2 separate regions of the Mus musculus genome follow, and region 2 is linked to region 1. The links are chromatin contacts, called in public HiChIP or PLAC-seq maps. All regions are on one chromosome and are shown on one strand. Each heading gives the region's core, a stretch centred on a gene start, on an enhancer-like site or on the middle of the called end of the contact. The rest is flanking DNA. Distances are from core to core; before and after follow the strand shown. Region 1 overlaps Dgki (diacylglycerol kinase, iota). Region 2 overlaps Creb3l2 (cAMP responsive element binding protein 3-like 2).

The links. HiChIP or PLAC-seq counts read pairs in DNA pulled down with a chosen protein or histone mark.
Region 2: a contact with region 1 is called in an H3K27ac HiChIP or PLAC-seq map of extraembryonic endoderm stem cells, with 3 times the contacts expected there. The contact joins two enhancer-like sites. A contact is called at or near these places in 1 of 15 datasets of contacts at CTCF or cohesin (the NIH/3T3 cell line), 5 of 484 Hi-C or Micro-C datasets (the STO cell line, differentiating spermatogonia, embryonic stem cells and 1 more), 6 of 115 datasets of contacts at active chromatin or transcription factors (embryonic stem cells, extraembryonic endoderm stem cells, stem cell-derived neural progenitor cells and 1 more) and 3 of 9 other capture datasets (adipose tissue, embryonic stem cells and liver).

What each region holds. Positions count from the first base shown.
Region 1 is chr6:37,143,666-37,146,203 of GRCm38.p6, forward strand. The region is part of intron 2 of Dgki (diacylglycerol kinase, iota); the gene reads right to left. Among named protein-coding and RNA genes, the nearest start is that of Dgki, 160 kb to the right of the region's middle. Within about 2 kb of position 1,261, at least 39 of the 459 cell types and tissues checked have an H3K27ac peak or open chromatin away from gene starts, as enhancers often do. A contact at or near this core is called in extraembryonic endoderm stem cells, where this site is marked.
Region 2 is chr6:37,335,754-37,338,291 of GRCm38.p6, forward strand. Creb3l2 (cAMP responsive element binding protein 3-like 2) reads right to left here. Exons shown (of 12, transcript NM_178661.4): 9 at 462-561; 10 at 75-201. Among named protein-coding and RNA genes, the nearest start is that of Dgki, 37 kb to the left of the region's middle. Within about 2 kb of position 1,263, at least 68 of the 459 cell types and tissues checked have an H3K27ac peak or open chromatin away from gene starts, as enhancers often do. A contact at or near this core is called in extraembryonic endoderm stem cells, where this site is marked.

The DNA of each region.
Region 1 (2,538 bases), core at 11-2,510:
GTAAACTGAGTCACCTCTGCAGGGGAGGCATGTGACATTTAAGAAGACACATATTATCTATGGCACTGACACACTTCTAAATGGGCTAACTCACTCGAAACTGAGAGCTTGGATTCCGGCCCAGGAGACAAGAATATTTTTGGTTTCTATTTTGGACATTACTTCCTCCCCATTCTAGTAATTTAGCTTATTTCTTCCCAAACTGGTTTGGCTGACATGTATCTTCACGGTGTCAGAGGGAACGGCCTCTACAGGTTGTCACTGGGAGGGTGAAGGGAGGCCACTATTAGAAGCAGAAAGACCAAGCCTCTCCATGTGTATGATCTCACAGTGCTGCAATAGGAAAGACCGGGGGGTGGGGGTGGGGAGTGGGGGCGGGGTCACTTGGCACTGGAACAGGTTATATTTGGAGTCATGCTTAGCAAGCTTTTCAGGAACTAGAGATGATGTGAGTTCCCATCAGTTTCCAAGGGTAAGTTCACTTCTTACTGACTGAGCAGAGGCATTACAATCAATTTATGCCCTGGCATCAGTAACAAGGCAGCCCTTGGGCTGTCATGCACTCTCTGCTTTAAAGAGAAAACAAGCAGAAGACGGTGCCTGGCTCTTCAGGTAGCCAGAGCCCTAACTGAAGGTCTCACAGAAGTTAAGCAAGAAACACTAACTGGTTTCTGTTTGTAGGTTAATTCACTATGAGCAGAGGAACACACACACACACACACACACACACACACACACACACACACACACACACACACACACGGTGAAGGAAGTGAAAAGTATCACATTACATAGATAAGAGATGATCCCTGCCTGGGGATGGGAGTGGAGACAGAGACAGAGAGAAACAGGGAGAGAGGGAGAGACAGACAGACAGAGAAAAGACAAAGAGACAAAGACAGATGAGAGGAAGGAGATAGGGAGAGGGGGGAAGGAAGGTACAGAAAACAGCAGTCTACATGCTGGGTTGGGCCCAGTGGTCACTGTTGTCCTCAGGAGACTGGGGCACCTTACTGAAGGCTGACAGGACACTTTTATGCACCATCAGGAGACAGCCTGTATACAGGCAGTAAGAACAAATAGTGACAACGTTATAAAGAAAATGCGACTGACCGACCGGAGTCCCAGGACACCTCTTGAGTAAACCGAGTCAAAGAGGTGGTCGGGGCTTTGAGGAATAAGCTACAGAGGTGGGGGTGGCAGGCATCGGAATATGTGTCACTAAGGAGGGAACTGAGAAGGGGAAGATGGAGTCCCTAAAGCTAATCAAAGACATGCGCACAAAGCATGAAGACTGTCTCCCGGCCTGTGCTCCCAGCCAAGCTATGCAATACCCAATCTGTGCTCACTCAGCCGGCACTCAGGATCCTCAGGAGCAGACCCCTTCCCAAAGCCTGGGACCATTGTTTTATAGGGAATAAACTGTGTTCCCTAGGAGACTTGGGCACATATGCTGGATTCAGAGTGGGGTCCTTTCTACAAAAACTAGGACCCTTGGGACAGAGCTTTCAAACTCATGTTGACCTGGATCTGCCCTGCATCTCTATGTGTACCCTGAACAGCTTCCCCATCTGTTTTCAAGTTGGTGAGTTAATGCAACTACAGGTAAAGTCAGGGTGTCAGAGAGCTGGGGTGTTGACATGGTGCCTAGTCCCCTGAACTCTGGAGGTAGGAAGCAAGAATTTCTGCCCAAGAATCAAGGAAGCTGTGAAGAACAAGGGGCTCCCAACAGCCCTGCTCTACACTGTGCTACGGGGCCAAGACCCTCAGGAGTGCCACTACCCAGCATTCTATGAAACCAGGACCTCAACTAAGGCTACTGACTGGAGTGCCTGTCCGTGTGTGTGTGTGTGTGTGTGTGTGTGTGTCTGTGTGTGTGTCTGTGTCTGTGTGTGTGTCTCTGTGTGTGTGTGTGTGTGTGTCTGTGTCTGTGTGTGTCTGTGTGTGTCTGTGTATGTCTGTCGGGGTGTGTGTCTGTGTATGTCTGTCGGGGTGTGTGTGTGTCTGTGTGTTTGTGTGTCTGTGTGTGTATGTGTCTGTGTGTGTGTTTATGGGCGCTGGAAAGCCAAACCAGAGGGTTCTGTATGTCTCACTCCCCCACCTCCCATTTCGTCTTTTTGTGGTATTCTGTTTATTTGGGAGACTTTTAAAAGTAAAGCAGTCTGATAGCTAGCTGTGTAGCAGATGTGTTCTCAGACTGCTTCTCCAAGGGAAACTAAAAGAAAGGGTTGTCCTAGAGAAATGGTCAAGAAATTCCTGAACTCATCATTTGGTCCCCTGAACAGAATGGCCAGTTAATACCCAGTGTATTTGGCAAAAAAAAAAAAAAAAAAAAAAAAAAAAAAAGCCTTCATTTTAAAGCAGGAGTCATTTAAACTCTTACAGAAAAAGTCAACTGAAGTATGTCTAGCCATCTCCTCCTTCCTGAATGTTTTGTGCAATAGGGTACTGCTCACTGCTGGGCTTCTGTCTGCGGATATCACAGCAGCCTGGAGATAGGTGTTCCAGAGCCACACCAAAGCCTCCCTGGGGCGTGTT
Region 2 (2,538 bases), core at 13-2,512, 190 kb after region 1:
CACATGGGTTGGGATCCCTTGCAGAGAGCTCGGAAAGCCAACTGCAGGCAAACAAAAACAAGGTGGTGACTTACCCACGGAGGCTGTGTATGGCTCTGACAGAGGATGCTGGCTGGGCAGAGCCATCTTGGTGGCAGAAGGATAAGGCCCATAGCCTTGAAAGAAGCTTCCAAATGCAACAGCAAAGCAAAGCACAACGACCTAGAGGTAAGGAGAGAACACGGGGAGCTGTAGAGCTCAGACTGTGGGTGGCTGACCTCTGGGAACAAGGGACAAGAAAGAGCACAAGTCTGTTAGGGGTCAGGTCACCCTCACTTGTGTCCTTGAAATGACGAGACAAGGGGAAGCCTTGGAACGGGATGTATGGTCTCTCTGGCTTCATTCATTGTTAGCATTTTCAAGGTAGGGGAGTCTGGAAATGGGGGGCTTGCCAGGGGAGGAAGTCCCTTTGGGAAACTCACCATGAGGCAGGTGCCAGTCTGTGTGCCAGCTAACTTGCAGGTTCGAGAGACCTTCCCCATCACCAAAGTCTGAAGCTTCTGAAGTTGCTGAAGGAGAGTCCTGCCACGGTGATAAGTGAAAGTCAGGAAGGGGCACGTGAGAGCGAGCTGCTCTGAACGACTCTCCCGCAGAAGTCATAGCGGCTTCACACCTGTGACTGAGCAGGGTCTGGAAGCACGGCAAAAGGACTACACCTGGGCGGGTGTCCTTTGGACTACACCTGCTGGCAGCGCCACCGCAGAACCCCCTGGAGCTTCAGAGTCAGCCTTGACAACAGCTCTGCAGCCTGCAGCTGTTCTGGGCAAGAGAGGAGCCCCCAAATCAACCCTGACAGGCAGAAACTTGTCTGTCAGCCAATGAGGGAAGAAAAGGACACTCTGGTTGGATGACTCCCCTCTCTCCAAGTTCCTATGTTCAGACTGAAGCTGCAATATAATGATAATAGGCAGGGGGTGTGGGGTGAGTAGCCTTGAGAATAGAGTTTTAATAACAGGACGAGTGCCCACATAAGGGGCTAAAAGTACAGTTCTTCACTACATGGGAACACAGCTAGGAGCTGTCGTTTTTTTCTTTGCACCAGAAGGCAGCCTTTACCAGACACCGAATCTGCCAGCACCTTGATCTTGGCCGCCTCTGCCTCCAGTACAGCAAGAAATGCATTTCTGTTGTTTCCAAGCCAGTCCTTTTATGGTATTGTGTTACAGCAGTCTGAACTGACTAGGGCAGTGGTAATTACAAAGGAGGCTCGTTTCACCAAGAGATGAGAGACACTGATCTATAAAAACAAAAACAAGAGAAGGAGAGAAACAAAGGCCGGCAGAGAACAATAGCAGGAGGGGCCAGAGGTGGTGGCTTGACTGGAAATGGCCAGTCCATCAGTGAGCGGCAAGTTTACACAGAGCACTCTGCAGAGGAAGGGAGGGAGCAGGGAAGAGGAGAGAGGGAAAGGGGGATGGTACTCCCCAGCTAGGACAACTGTGGATGTTCAGAGATGAGGACAGCAGTATACACACTGTAATATCAGGATGTTGTGTGGGAGCATCTTTGCAAATCCTAAACCAAGAATGGCAAGACATAGCAGGGGTCTGGCAGCACATCCTCCCAGGTTAGAGTGTCTCCCGGGACTCAGGGGGACTAGCATAAAGCCTGGGACCCCTGCCTCATTCTCATCAGCTCTGCTCAAGGCCGGCATCCACTACAAAATGGAAAGGGTTTGTGAGAACATACGGTCTGAGTATCAAAGATTTTCAGAAAACAGCGAACCGTGATGGAATGTTTGAAAGCCAGGCAAGAAGAATTCTGGGATTTCCTCACATCTTGCTTGCCATCACAGCCTACCCGCGGCATGTCTTTCCAATGATGAAAACACATGCAAGCTTTTCTGAGGTTTGTAATTCTGTCCTGCCCAGTATCAAAGACATGAATTCTCTTAGTTTAAGCAAGGGTAGGCTGGCTTTGAGATGGTTTTCCTTTCTGCAGTATCAGTGGAGGTAGACTTGGTGAAAGAATTTGAACAGCCCTCAGCACACATGGTAGAAGGCTTTCTAAACTCAAAAAAATCTCCCTGTGGTCCTACCCACTCTGTGTTTTTTGCCATGTGGAATAATTTTAGGATAGCAAGATAATATTTCCTATGGAAGGCTATTGTACTCAATCATACTTTTCATTTTGGCTATATAAAAGCATGACCAGATGGGGTTAGACATGACCCTTATTAATTTATCAAAGTAGGATTTGCTTTAAAAGCACACTGCATGTTGCTCAAGGTGAAGAAATGCTGATAGCACACTTATTTTAAATTCCACTTTAAAAGTTCATAACCAAGAGTCCCTGTGCTGCAGAACTTTCTTCTGTCGTAGAATTTCCTCTCTGTCCTGCCTAAGCTTCCTCAGAAGCCTCTGCACTACCCACCAACACAGCCCCCACCGCAGCAGCACCAGATACTGAGTGAGCTCTTGCCTGGCCAATGGCTCAGTGGAACTCATTCTACAGACTTGCCATCCTGCCAGCCGTAGCATGTGTGTGTGTAGCATGTGA